5 separate regions of the Mus musculus genome follow, and all the other regions are linked to region 4. A link is a contact called in public Micro-C, promoter capture Hi-C and targeted proximity ligation data. All regions are on one chromosome and are shown on one strand. The core of a region is the stretch at or near the end of the contact, and the rest is flanking DNA. Distances in the headings are between cores, read along the strand shown.

Region 1 (2,700 bases), core at 190-2,689, 610 kb before region 4:
ACGTGTCCACCAGCCATTGGTATGTCTACCTTGGGGAAATACCTATTTAAATCCTTTGCCCATTTCTAAACCTGTTTGTCTTGTTGTGAAGTGTTAGCAGTTAGTTCTGGGTAAAGTCTGCAAATATTTCTCCACTTGTCAGGGCTGCCATTTGACAGTATCTTTTGATGTGCAAATTTAATTTTTCATAAAATTAAATCTTACTGTGTTAGACACAAAAAGTCAGTGTCAAATTCTACATCATGAAACTCCAGCCCTACATTTTCTTTTAAGAGTTCTGTAACTGTGCCATACACTTTGTTTGGGATCCATCCTGGGTTAGCTTCAGTGTGGCATTAGATGAAGGTCCAAACCCACTTTTATGTAGTGTGAGGTTTCCCCAGAGCCACTTCCTCAACATTCTCCTTTGCAGGTTCTCAGTGCTCTCGATAAAATTCATGAGTCTGTCTGTCTGTCTGTCTAGCGAGACAAGGATGGGAGTGAGTTTGGGGGTTCTCTATTGTTTTCCAATTTAGTTTCTAAGTCTATCTTTAGGCCAGCACACTGTTCCTTCTTGTAGATATTAACAGGAGAGACACTAATCTAGCAGAGCAAGCCTTGGAAAAAGTGTCAGTGGAAGACAACAGTCCAGCTCACGAAAAGAGAGAGGCCCAAAGGAAAAGAAAGCCACGAGTGAGCGCTTACGGAGCATTAAATGTGAACTGGCTACTTCATACCAGAGCCACCATATCCACCTGTCTTGCCATTAAGGATAAGACGTCTGGTCAGTCAAATCTGTAAAAGGAGCGCAGCTATTCCCAGAGTTCTCTAACGACACACCAGGCAGCATCCACCATTCCTAAGACCGAGACTGCAGCCAAGCAATCCGAACAGAAACACTTTTCCAAACCTGGGTTTCTTTGCTTCCAATACAGTGGTACTCAGAAGTACAAAGTTCTATTGTTAGAGCCCAGTGCACTGGGCAGTCACACGGTTAAGTAGTGGATTTCAGACAGGCTGACATCTGGGCATAGTGTGATTAGGACTGCGTCTCTAGCCTTGAAAATTACTTTTGTATAACTTCAGGGGAACAACTTCTGCAGTTCACTATACAGAATTCCCTCTCTGGCTTAACAACAACAACACACTGTTAACGGGATTTAAAAACCAAACCAAACCAAACCAAAACATTTGCCTCCATTCGCTGGAGACAAGCTTTTGGTTTGATAAACAAATGGCTTACACTCAAAAGCTCACTTGAATGGATAGAGCAGTCCTGGTTTGCTCCAATAGGTCTGAAGAGGGTGCCGTTTATTATGGACCAGTTAATGCGGTGGCAACTGCTTTTCCAAACTGGACATTGATCCATGAAGATGCGCACTCAGTACTCTCTACAACATAAACCCTCACAGCCTCGGGCAAGTGCTGATAGAAATGTTGTACAAGGCGTGGCGACAGCGGTATGCGGAAGGCGCAATTAGAGCAGTATTTAACCTAATCTATTGCTCATCAGAAAATACTTAGCGTGGAATCAGACACGAGGCTGACAAGGAGCAGAGGCCACTTAACTGTCCCCTCCGGCGATCACTCTCTCAGCCCCAGAGTGTGGCAAATTAAAACAACTACGCATTGACTTTTTGCTTCTGTAAACATTACAGGGTGATTGACGGCAATGTGTCAGGCTGCATGCAGCCAGACAGGCTTTAACCCTGCCCCTTCTCTTTGCTTATCTCCTCTATTTCCTCAGTGGCATTCCTGGGGTGGGGGGGGTGGGGGGCAGGGAGGAAAGCAGGCTCTGTTACTAGAGCTCTCATACCCTACCTCGTATATAAGACGCTCCAGGAGACTCTTAAAATGGGGATTTAAACAAATCACTATCTGTCACTTTCAAACAGAAAAATACACTTCCAGCTGGAAAATTTCAAAACCAGTATGTTACTAGTCTGCTATATATCCTGATGGGAAAGATTCCTTCCTCTCGTCTGTCTCCTCTATCTCACAACTGTAAGCAGTAAGAGGAAGACAGCTGGGGTAGCTGGCGGGGACCAGCAGACAAAGGAATAGACAACCAAGATACTCAGCAGGGGTGCTTTTCTTCCTGTCACAGAAAAGGGACCAGGCACTGATCTTGCACTAACCCAGGCTGCCTTCATCTCTGGTTTAGAGGCTGTTTACTGAGGGGAAGGACAGCCCAGTCCACAACCATGCCGGGAACACTGGGTATCCACCCAGTAGAGAAGGGAGGTAGACGGTTACCTAGATACCAGAAGGCAACATTAACTCAAAGTGGATCAAATACCTGTCGTAAACAGAAGTGCCAAGACTAGAAAACTCAGAAAACACAGAGAAAGTTTCCTGCCACACTGGATTGTGCAACTCTCAGACGTGGCATCAGAAGCACGGGCAACAGATGAAATGTAAAAACCTTCTTTGCATCAAGACACAAACAACCCAGCGGATCAGCAACCCTCGAACAGGAGGACACGCGTCAATCATGTATCAGATAGTGATGAATGCCCCTTTCCCAACCTTGGCTTTAATGGCAGCAATGCTTGCCAAGTCCCCAAGGCTAATGTGCTGCCCCAAGGCTACAAGGCAAGTTTTGCTTGCACCTCGGGCAAGCACTCATTCTTGGACTGAGATCAACCACATTTTACATTAGGCACCTTCCATCTATTTAAAGAAGAAACCGGTGTACATCACAGAGGATCAGTCGGGGGT
Region 2 (2,700 bases), core at 75-2,574, 710 kb before region 4:
GCGCCTGAGCAGCAGGCGGTGGCCTGGGTGCCAGTCCCCCGGGCTGCTCTGGCCGGCCTGGCACCTCCGAGGACACGCCGGGCTCCTCGCCGTCACCCTCGTCCTCCACATCTTCATCCTCCTCTTCTTCGTCCTCGTCCTCCTCCCCATCGGCCGCCGCCGGACTGGGTTCCTGCGGCGGCGTGGCCCGCAGTGGAGTCCCACAGCTATCTTCCTCCAGGTCTAGGCTTTCCACGTCGATCTCCCAGTCCCCGACTCCCGGGACTGCCTGCCCTTCCGTCATGACACTAGACTGTCGTTCGGCTCGGTTGCCCGCGCGCTAGGGAGACAGAAAAAGGCCTAAAGACCCGTCGCAATTAGGGACCCTCTCTGAGACTCGGCCCAGAATTTCTGCAAGGCCAGCTTTCCCCCTTGAATTACTCAGTTTTCTTCTACAGGCCACACCCGAGATCCACAGTTCAACGAAGCTTGTATTTTACTAATTCTAAGTGGTCTGTGCACCTGACCTTTAACCTGAGTCCTGTCTGCCTTTCCAGACAAGTCACCCACTGACCTTACTAACTGGCCAGTTTAAGCCACTTGTCAGGCTTTTCCACAGCCAGTTAACATGGCCATGATAAATATAAAAATGTCGAAGGTACAACTATCTTTCCTTTTATTACAAGGGACCTTGAAACCTCGTTTTCCAAATGTCTCTCATTGACCTACACCACCACAAAGACTCTAGAGAGGTCTTCTCGTCCCTCCGGTTCCCCTAAACCGATGCTCTATATAGGACACACACAGGGAGTGGGGGACACAGCCATGAAGCTGAAGAAGCTGGTCTGGTATCAGTAGTGCTTGAGCCGCACAAGGTTGAGGGAACTTGATTTTCATCTTTAAGGCAAGACAACCAGAAACAGAAAGAAGCCGTAGTGAAGAGTCACGCCCCGTGCCCTCCCTGGCTCCCGAGCAGCGGCGACAACACAGCACTCACCAAGAACCAGGCTCAGGCTAGCAACCCAGTTAAAAGAGAGCCAGCTTCAGGATCTGTCCCCCGGAGCTGCAGGCAGTGGGAGCAAACAGAATTGGGTCTGAGAGCAGGAGGCGGGAGCCCACTGGATGGCGACCGGGGGACAGAGGCCGGAGGCGAGTCAAGGCCTCAGCAACCTCACCCCGTACATTCCAAATTCTGCAAAGTTCTGTTCGGTCCTCTGCACCCTGGATCGCCTCACTTCACTTCCCACTTCTGGTCCAAAGAGGACGGAAAAGGTCCGGCCCGGACCCAGGACTCCGCCTCAGGCGCACCCTGCTTGCTTTCGGCGCAGAGACACTCACTGCAGTCGGGGACCTGAGCTCCCCTTCCTAGTATTATCCACCACCCACCCCCACCCCGAGCTCTGCGTCCTCTGATTGGTTGGTTTTCAGGCGGTGTGCACGCCGATTGGCCGGAGCACTAGGGCTGAGCGCCCTCCTCCTCAGCCCAGTGGAAGCTTCCCTTTAGCGCTACTGCGCCGCCGGAGTCCACCCGCCAGCCTTCGCTGCAGCCGGGTCCCTGATCCAGAAGCTAAACCTAAAAATGTGGGCAGTGGTTGCGGCGGAGCAGTCGCCTTTTATCTCGCCGACTAGAGAACAAGCTGATTCTCGTACTCTTATACATCGCGTTGTTCTCGAGAAGGTAACTAAGGGGTAGAGATCAGAAAGGTTAGCGTTGATTTCTATCGATGATATCATAATCTCCGGTGTTTAACCATCGACCGGCAGTTGGGCCGAGAGAAGAGGCCACTCTAAAGTGGGCACTCTGGCATCCTTCTCTCCGCACGAACAAGTCCATGTTTATCTTGCTGGTCAGCGCCCAGATGTCTTACAAATATCTGTAGTTTGTGGATAACTCCGAGGTGCAAAGCAGTTCCTTACTTCCATAGAGCTTGCGAGGCAGGTGGCAGCAACGACTACAGCCCATCTACGGTTTCCTGTTATCAGTGGATAGCACAGTCCATTCTGGGAGCAAATAGAAATAAACCACGCCATTAGCAATTTTAGATACAAAAAAATATTCAATCTAAGCAAGCATTTATACAAAAACTTTTAAAACGTAGCAGCCTTTTAGCATGTGTGAATGAGTGATTATCAAGAAAACTAACTTTCTTCTCTCTCTCTCTCTCTCTTTCTCTCTCTCTCAAAATACCCTTCACAAAAATGTTTGAAACAAAGTCAAATTTCCCACGAATAATAGAGAAGTCCTTTAAGCAACGCGACAGTCTATTACCTTAAGCTAAATTTAAAAATCCCATCGATGCTTCTTTAAAGGGTTCTCCTTAAGATCCAGCCCTCCGCAGGAAGAGCGGGTTAGAAAACACATCAGAAAACAGGTTGTCGATTTCCTGGGCACGCGCTACAGTGGCGATGGATATCTGTTGATGGGAGAAAATTTCGGAGCTGATTCTTTTCCTCTAATCCGAACCTGTCAGAAAATTCCAAGTCAACCAAGCTCGCCTAAGTGAGAACAAAGACCAGCTGCCTGCCTGCCTGCCTCCCTGCCGGAAGCGCAGGTATTCTCAGGCCCTTGTGAGGTTGAACGCTTCCTAATATCCAGTTAATGTATAAAGATGACTTTCTATATGTTCCTGTAGATTTTTTTCTTTCAGTGTCTCTGGGGGCCTTGAGGGGCGACTTGTTAGCTTCAAGGCTCCCCACTGAGGCAGCGGGGGAACTAATCCT
Region 3 (2,700 bases), core at 11-2,510, 660 kb after region 4:
GAGATGGTTTTTTAAGATGGCTTTATCCAGTGTGACCAAAGATGTTTCCTGTTGAATGCTGAGCTGATGAGCCACAGATTGGGGTATTGAAAAGCAAACAACAGAACTGAGTGGGCCGCACTGATGGGAAATGCGAGCTTCTGCCGTTCTCCTAGCGGGATGGTCGCGTGGATATCAGCCCCCGATGCTGCCTGTCACCCTGGGATGCTAAGGCAGCCTGCCTGGGGAGGGGAACCAACAAAAAGCCATTCCCACTGGGAAATGGAGTGGGAGAGAGTGCCCTTTCGTGGCTCCCAGGGAACGGGTTGTCAGTGAGAGGTGAAGGAATTGCATTCTTATTAACAGAGAAATCTAAAGGATGGCTGCCACCCAACAGCGACTTCTCTCCTTCTGTTACTCAATCCCATTGCCTTTACACTGGCCACATTAGCATCCTCTCAATAACACGCCCTTTATCTGTGAAAGTGCTTCTGCAAAATGGCTGTTTGAAGTGCAAAAATAACTGCATGTAAGGAAAAGAAACAGTTAAACCCCACCCCACCCCCAATTCTCTGCCATACTAGTATTGGAGATTAGTGTGCTGACCTACTGTCAGCCCTTGGACAGCTTGATTATTCGGTGTGTTTGGGGTTGTTAATGCTACCCTTTGATCATGGGAAGAAGGGTGGCAAAGAAGTGAGCGTGGTTGAATAAACAGCTGCCACGCCATGGTGTGGGAGGAAAGCCTGAGAAAATACCAAGACAAACGCTCAACAAATTAGGTCACAGGGGTCTTAGAAAACTCAAAGCAGGGGCTTTGGCAAAAAGAAGCTGAGTTTCTGAACTTGAATCCTTAGGCTTGGAGGTGAATGATGCCTCCCCGGCCACACCGCATCAGTAAGGGTCTCTAATCTTTACCTGCTTAAGCCAGTACCGGCTGCCCCAGGGGGTGTTGATTGGAAACTCTGGCATTCCCACTGCCTCTCCCGAGGGAGCTGGATTCCCAGGTCTAGGTTACTCCAGGTCTAGGGGATCTAGTGCCCTCTTCTGGCCTCTCCAGGCACCAAACATGCACAGATACACATGCAGACAAATACGTATGCATATAAAATAATAAAATAAAATTTAAAAATATAAACAAAGCTGACCAAGTCTGACAGTACATGAGAAGGGGTCCAGGGGAGGAGCCTGAAGGCCTGGCTTTCCTTTGTTTGTTGGCCTGTATTACTCTCCTGCTGTAAGAAATTATCACAAACTGTGTGGCTTAAGCAACAGAAATGTGTCACCTCCTAGAGGCCCTGGGTCTGAACACAACATACCCACAGTGCCTTGCTCCCAGAGCGGATGTGAGGACAGATCGCTACCTGTGCTTGCAACCTCTCTGGGCTTCATATGTTTACTGGTAGTCGGAATCACTTTTCCTCTGATTCTGAAAGCAAGCCCCTATGATTGACAGCCACAAACTCACTGATCGGTGTCCCTCCTTTCCACAAACCCTCTGCTGCCACCTACTGGTGAAAAGGCAGCTCTGCCCATGGGTCTGGGGGAGTGACTGAAGGCTCTATTGAAACCTAATGAAGAGTGAGTATGGGGCTCAATAACCTGTTTCCTCTTGGTGCACTTGACCACATTCTTCCAGCATAATGCATCTCAGCTCATCAGGTAGCAGAGTCTTTGGGCATCAAAGGCATCTCATACCACAGGCCTAGCATCTGCCGTCTCAGGTTGGCCTGGAGGCTGCAGTTAGAATCGTGCAAAACAGAGAGGAGAGAGGCTCATCTCTCAGACTCCAGCATGCGCTTCTCACCCACTTTAGTCTCTGGGAAAGCCTCCTCTTGACCCTTTAATCCAGCATAGAAAATGCCACTTCTGCAGTTGAGACAGCAAGGGTAACACTTGATCTTAGCCAAAAGGCCGAGAAGCGTCAGCAAGTGTAACATAGTAGCAACAAACACCCAGTGCTCCAGGCCTCCCTTATGCTGTCTGTGACCTATCCTGCTTAGGGGAGTAGGATTAAATATAATAAAATGAAAATATGGATAATTTAAAGACAAGAGTATTCTTTAAATCCGTGGGGCTCCTGGCCACTGTTTCTTTTTGCTAGAGCTGTCACAGCCAAGCACTAGGATAAGTCACTTTAGAGTGTAGGAAGGTCTTCTTTCGTGTCTCTATAGACTGGGAGTTAGTTCACAGTCAGGTGTCAGTGGGGTCCCTAGCTCCATTTCCAGAGAATCTGTGTAGGCCTCTCTACTTGGCTTACAGATAACTGTCTACTCCCTGGGTCTACACAATGTCTACTCTGTGTGTGTCTGTGTGGTCCAAACTCCCTGTGTCTAGAACAGTAGTTCTCAACCTTCCTAATACCATGACCCTTTAATACAATTCATATTGTGGTGATGTCCCAACAAATAAAATTATTTTCATTGCTACTTCATAACTGTAATTTTGCTACTGTTATGAATTATAATGTAAACATCTGTGGGTTTTTTTTTGATGGTCTTAGGCAACACCTGTGAAAGGGTCATTTGTGCCCCACCCCCACCCAAAGGGTCACAACCCGCTGATTAAGAACCATTGCTCGGGCTGGTGAGATGGCTCAGTGGGTTAGAGCACCCGACTGCTCTTCCGAAGGTCCAGAGTTCAAATCCCAGCAACCACATGGTGGCTCACAACCATCCGTAACAAGATCTGACCCCCTCTTCTGGAGTGTCTGAAGACAGC
Region 4 (2,700 bases), core at 64-2,563:
ATGGGTGTTTAGAGTACATTGAACACCCAATGTATATAACTTATTAAAACCTCATTTTGAGGGGCTGGAGAGAGAGCTCAGCATTTAAGAGCACTGACTGCTCTTCTAGAGGTCCTGAGTTCAATTCCCAGCAACCATATGGTCGTTCACAGCCATCTGTAATGGGATCTGATGCCCACAGAGCAATGCTTGCTAGCCCCTCTTAAAGCCTGAAATTAAACATGGTCAAAACACATAAAAAGATGCTCAGTTTTGTTCAAATCCAAAGAAATACAACTGATGATCACATTGAGGTACTATTTTGTATTTAATTGGGAAAAAAATTCATGTCTGCTAATATTGACATTACACCAATATGATCTCTTACATTGTTGGGAAAATGTATGACTGTCTCAAAATGAAACAAAACAGCAACACCTGAAAACAATTGACAGGAAATTCAGTAGTGAAGCTGGAAATCCAGCAAACCCCAAGAGAGTATACATTGAATGGTACTCTTTTTTATGAAATTGAAAAACAAACAATGGTCAATGTTATTTATGTGCGTGTGTATAAGGACAAACCATAACAAACACATAAAGGAATGTTCAGTATTCCCAAGAAGATTCATGATTATAGTTAGTATTCTAGGCTGGGGTAGAAGAGATGCAATTTAATGTTTTTGGGTTAGGGTACTATCAAGGAATCCACTATAAACACACACAAAGGAGTCCAGAGACTAATGAGAATATTATGAACCAATAAATACAATTATTGATCTGAGTTTACCTTATGTCCAAGTAAAGGAGAAAGAAAAATAAATAAAACTATTACATTGTAAAAGATGAGATAGCTATAATACATAATTATCATTGTAGAATAATTATAATATATAGCATGACTTCACAATTACTCTTTTCCTTGTGAATGAAAGAGATGGACTTCATGAGAATAAAAAAAAAATGGCAACTTGAAAAATGTCTGTCCTGTGGTGAAGCTGCCCAAGCCTAATAGGTGTTGCCTCAGCCCAAGCAACAGACAGTGGCTAACAGCTGGAGCCCACTACAGCTTCGAGGCAAGGGAGCTCCTAGCGTCCTAACAGCAAAGTGCAGTTTGGCCCACGGGCAGAGGGCACGCCCCTAGAGCGTGCTTCACACCCGGGGGGTGTGTCCCTCTCTATAAGGGGCGTGTCCACTGTGCGTGGGGGTGTATCTATCTCTGCGTAGGGGCGTGCCTCCCCCGGGAAGGCGTGTCTAGTTTGAATAGTGGCGTAGCTGGAGGGCGGGCTGGTTCCTCAGAGGCCTGCTCCGCGACGCGTTGTGGTGACATCATCAGCCCCGCGCCGACTGAATCCTGTCGCGGAAACGCGACTGGCGGCAGCTCTTTAGTTCTGGAGTCACTGGTGTCCTGCTGGCGGCATGTTACCTGCTGTGAAAACTGTGGAGGCGGAAGAAGAGTACGCGGAGGATTGTCCTGAATTGGTCCCCATTGAGACCAAGAACCAAGAAGAGGAAAATCTTGACTTCATCACTAAGATTCCAGTCACAATTGTCACCGGGTACTTAGGTAATTAAGGGGGGCTGCCGTGTCTCCTCAGGCACCCGGGCCTCCTGGCCGAGGACGAATCTTCGAGGTAGGGGCTGGGGCCTCTCTTCTAGCATTTTCAAAGGTAGTTTTGAAACTCAGACTCACCTAATGTTATGGTCTCTTGATTAAGTTGTCTTTCATTTGTGAAGCTCATCTCCCCTCAGTTTAGAGTAGAAATAATAAAGTCATCTGAGTTTTCTCATTAAAAAACAGAAAAACAAAAAACCAAAGCAAAACAAAGCCAAATGGTCTATTGTTATTAAAGGATGCCCTGGTCAAGGAAAAAAAAAAAAAAAGAAAGAAAAAGAAAACAAAGATGCCGACTGTAGATTGCCTGACACCTTGCTTAGTGGATTCCATTTCACAGGAACCAAACTCTTCCAGCCATTAGTGACAAGTCCTAAACTGTGCCCTCCCCTTTTGAGGTCCGCTTGGAAAGCACTGTTAAGAGATTGATTTAGAGTAAGACCTTTGTTTTGGGAACTTTCCTAAGCTGGGGGTCTTGAGGGTGCACCTCGGGGGTGTGGTCCTTGGAAAACACAGATTTGTGAAACACGGTGCAGTTTTCTGAAGATCAGTCCACGTGCTTATTTTTTGTTGGAAATGTCTAGATATCCTTTTAAAGCATTACAGTTAACAGCAACAACAAGTAAGTGGCTGAAAATGTGGACAAATAAAAATTGTGGAAAAAATATGAATCAAGTGGTACTCTCATTCCTGTGTGTTGCAACAGACAAGTTGAATCTCGGTGCACCCTTTAGATACAACAAAGAAATCACTGTTGTCTCCACACCACCAGGTTTTGTTTGTTTGTTTGTTTGTTTGTTTGTTTTTCCCCTTCTAGAGTCAGACCAAGGATATTCTAGATTTTACTTGGGCTTCATTTTTATAAAGGAATAACGTTTTGGATTCAGATGCTATTCTATAGAATCAGAGCAAATTTCCTGGTCCAAAGAACATACTTCAGAGTTGGCCCTTGGCCTTTCTGCATTTGGCTTACTGATAGATGAAAGGGACAATACAGGTAATGGCCTGAAGCTCTGAGATCAGGACTAACTCCACCAACCTCCTTGTTCCTGACTGAACCTAGGGGACAGCTGGCCTCCTGTGTCTTTTTTTAAATTTTGATATACC
Region 5 (2,700 bases), core at 28-2,527, 590 kb before region 4:
CTCACTGAACCTGGAGCCCACTCAATGTGGCTAGACTCCAGGTTAGCAAGTCCCAGGCACCCACCCGCTCACACCCCACAATCAGCAGGATCAGCAGGGAATTCCACCGTTTCTGGATTTTAACGAGGATGTTGGTGTCCAAACCTCAGGTCCTTATACCTGAATATCAGGCACTTTACCCACGGGACCACCTCTCTAGCTGTGGAGACAACTCTGGGGCCAGGCATGGTAGTGCACACCTTTGACCCTAGCACTCCTGAGGCAGAAGCAAGTGGATCTTTGGGAGTTCAAGGCCAGCCTGGTCTACATGGCAAGTTCCAAGCTACCCAGAACTACACAGTGAGATCCTGCCTCAAAAAATAAATAAATAAATAAATAAAAAATAAAACAATAAAACCCCTTCAGGTTACAGTGTAAGCCACCTCATTTCTATCACTTCAACACCAGACAAATGTCTAGTATATATGTGCTTACTATTTAATGCTTTCGTATGACATATCTTAACAAACACATTTATGCCATTATTATGTTTGTCTATGCTTTGCAATATTTTAACTTTTTTTGTTTACTTATTTACCTTATTTTTATGAACACCGGTGTTTCGCCTGCATGTATGTCTATGTGACAGTATCAGATCTTACAGTTTCAGATAGTTGTGAGCTGCCATGAGGATTTGAACCTCCGGTCCTCGGGAAGAGCAGTCAGTACCCTTATCCACTGGACCATCTATCTCTCCAGCACTACCCAAAGGAATCAAACTCTTCCTCAAAACTATAAAAAGTCATTCCATTCAGTCTTTGATCCAAACATCACAGTATTTTGCTTTTAAACGATTAACTCTTTTTATTGGGAGGCATGACCGAAGGAGCTAGCTCAATACATAGGGACGCCTAGCAAAGAATTCAATAGATCTAAAAACAGTACAGCAAGTGGGAAGAGGAAGTGAAATTAGGTCGTCAGCTGTGATCTGCAGTGTTTCTGTTTACATGGAAACTCTCTAGTAAGCCAACCATGTCACTTTGGAACCATACTGTGTCACTCGTCCATGTGACAAATGGGAGCACCATCAGAGAAAGCTGAGATTTAGAGGACAAAGTACCTGCTCAAGGTGGCACGGCTAAATCAAAAGTTGTAACTGAGTATGGATGGATGGGCCTTCCAGGGTTACAACTCCTGCTCCTTAACCCGCGCTCGGTTTCCCTCACTCAGCAGGCCAACTCAGCATCTCTGCAGCTCTCTGCAGGAGAACAGGGTGGCATGAAAACCCTGGGGACCTTTATCAGGTGTCCTAGTCACTTGCTCATCTGCATTTGGTATTTATTTTGCAAGTTGGCAGCTTATAGCTATGTTGGCTTATTTTGATGTAAGAATTTTGCAGGCATGACTGAAACATTTTTAAAAGTCAAGTTGTGTTCACAGTTGGTGATGCGAGGCTTAAGAGAGCCCTGCCGCATCCCAGTCCTTTATTCAGTCTCCCTGGATCATTCTCTGTTATGCATACATTGAGAATGTCCCTCCTTATGCCTTATGTGCCATCACACTGACAGAAAATTGTTGTGCAGATTCCCCAAAGTAACCTCAAACTTCTGAGATAAAGGTTATGTTAGACGGTGACTGTGGACTGAGTATTTCAGGAACACACGGAAGCTCTACCCTTGGCCACCTAAAACAACAGCTCTCTTCAAGACACTAGTGCTTGTTTCTCACCTGCATAGGTGAAGAAAAGCAGAAGAGAGTTCCAAGAAGATTTCAACAGAAAACGGAGGGCTTACGCGATGAGTCTAAGCCCTAAGCAACCAAGAGCCTGCGCATTTATAGGGGATCCGCCCCACAGCCGAGGTTCAACTGCAGAGACAGGCCGATCTTGGTGAGTTTGAGGCCAGTCTGGGATGACTTGAGAATTAGTATTTTCAAAAAGAAAAACAGGAGAACCTTGATGAACAGGGTTTGTTGGGAGATGACTGCCACCCAGGAAGCTGCACCTAACATATTCTAAGCTACCCCAAGGTAGAGCAGGCTGGAGGAGGTGGGGCCTCAGATATATCTAACTCTGGGCAGCTGGGTATTTCTGCAAAATGACAATGTGAGAAAAACCAAAGCTGAAAATGAACCCTAAAAACCATACACAATTCCTTCCTGAGTCCCTGCAGCCCATCTTTGCTGACATTAACAGATAGATAGGCCAGTGTGCATCACATCATACTGTGACTACGTGTGTACTGAACAGAACATGTGCGTGGTACATGGTGTGCACGTGTGTGCACTTCCATGCATGCGTGTTTCACATATTCCATTAACTCTGGGTCATACCTGCCACTGGTTTCCAGTCTGAGCAGGCACGTAAGGTGCTGGGAGACTCCGCAGGCTGTTCTTCACGGGGGATCCCCCGAGGGAATTCCCCACCTCCCCTGAGGAGGACTCAGCAGACAAGGCCATGGAATACTGGGGGTAGTTGTACAGATTGTTGTAGTAAGGAAACAGAGAAGGCTGGTAAAAGCTGCTGTAGTAGGCGGGGTCTGATACCAGGTCAGATGTGTTCTCCATATGCCCTCTGCTGGTGACAGCAGGAATATCCTGGATGACCATGCGTCCCTCTAAAAGAGAAGAGAGAAAAATAAAATAAAATAAAAAGATGTGGTTAAGGGGCAGCGTTTGGGATGTAAATCAATAAAGGAATGAGTGACGTCGTAAGATTTAATG

Evidence for each region. Promoter capture Hi-C pulls out the DNA fragments that hold promoters and counts their contacts. Hi-C and Micro-C count contacts between places; a contact is called where the count stands out from the background.
Region 1: a targeted proximity ligation map of extraembryonic endoderm stem cells shows a contact between it and region 4, with 2.8 times the contacts expected there. A contact is called at or near these places in 4 of 39 promoter capture datasets (embryonic stem cells, frontonasal cranial neural crest, hippocampal neurons and 1 more) and 4 of 130 datasets of targeted methods (embryonic limb bud, epiblast stem cells, extraembryonic endoderm stem cells and 1 more).
Region 2: a Micro-C map of embryonic stem cells shows a contact between it and region 4, with 4 times the contacts expected there. A contact is called at or near these places in 9 of 39 promoter capture datasets (the 3T3-L1 cell line, cranial neural crest, embryonic stem cells and 6 more), 1 of 484 Hi-C or Micro-C datasets (embryonic stem cells), 5 of 130 datasets of targeted methods (astrocytes, embryonic stem cells, forebrain and 1 more) and 1 of 9 other capture datasets (embryonic stem cells).
Region 3: a contact with region 4 is called in a promoter capture Hi-C map of hippocampal neurons, with 2.4 times the contacts expected there. A contact is called at or near these places in 4 of 39 promoter capture datasets (embryonic stem cells, hippocampal neurons, pre-B cells and 1 more), 2 of 484 Hi-C or Micro-C datasets (the G1E-ER4 cell line and pro-B cells), 2 of 130 datasets of targeted methods (the 230-238 cell line and embryonic stem cells) and 1 of 9 other capture datasets (embryonic stem cells).
Region 5: a contact with region 4 is called in a promoter capture Hi-C map of pre-B cells, with 5 times the contacts expected there. A contact is called at or near these places in 3 of 39 promoter capture datasets (cranial neural crest, hippocampal neurons and pre-B cells), 1 of 484 Hi-C or Micro-C datasets (nephron progenitors), 2 of 130 datasets of targeted methods (astrocytes and large pre-B cells) and 2 of 9 other capture datasets (embryonic tail and embryonic trunk).

What each region holds. Positions count from the first base shown.
Region 1 is chr19:25,574,455-25,577,154 of GRCm38.p6, reverse strand. The region is part of intron 4 of Dmrt1 (doublesex and mab-3 related transcription factor 1); the gene reads right to left. Among named protein-coding and RNA genes, the nearest start is that of Dmrt3, 35 kb to the left of the region's middle.
Region 2 is chr19:25,671,035-25,673,734 of GRCm38.p6, reverse strand. It overlaps Dmrt2 (doublesex and mab-3 related transcription factor 2), which reads right to left and starts at 1,324. Exons shown (of 4, transcript NM_145831.3): 1 at 977-1,324; 2 at 1-319. The coding sequence starts at 283. It overlaps 2610016A17Rik (RIKEN cDNA 2610016A17 gene), which reads left to right and starts at 1,496. Exons shown (of 2, transcript NR_045347.1): 1 at 1,496-1,657; 2 at 2,290-2,601.
Region 3 is chr19:24,299,876-24,302,575 of GRCm38.p6, reverse strand. All of the region lies in intron 14 of Pip5k1b (phosphatidylinositol-4-phosphate 5-kinase, type 1 beta), which reads left to right. Among named protein-coding and RNA genes, the nearest start is that of Fxn, 21 kb to the right of the region's middle.
Region 4 is chr19:24,960,229-24,962,928 of GRCm38.p6, reverse strand. It overlaps Cbwd1 (COBW domain containing 1), which reads left to right and starts at 1,313. Exons shown (of 15, transcript NM_146097.3): 1 at 1,313-1,545. The coding sequence starts at 1,398.
Region 5 is chr19:25,545,713-25,548,412 of GRCm38.p6, reverse strand. Dmrt1 (doublesex and mab-3 related transcription factor 1) reads right to left here. Exons shown (of 5, transcript NM_015826.5): 3 at 2,311-2,594. Among named protein-coding and RNA genes, the nearest start is that of Dmrt1, 41 kb to the right of the region's middle.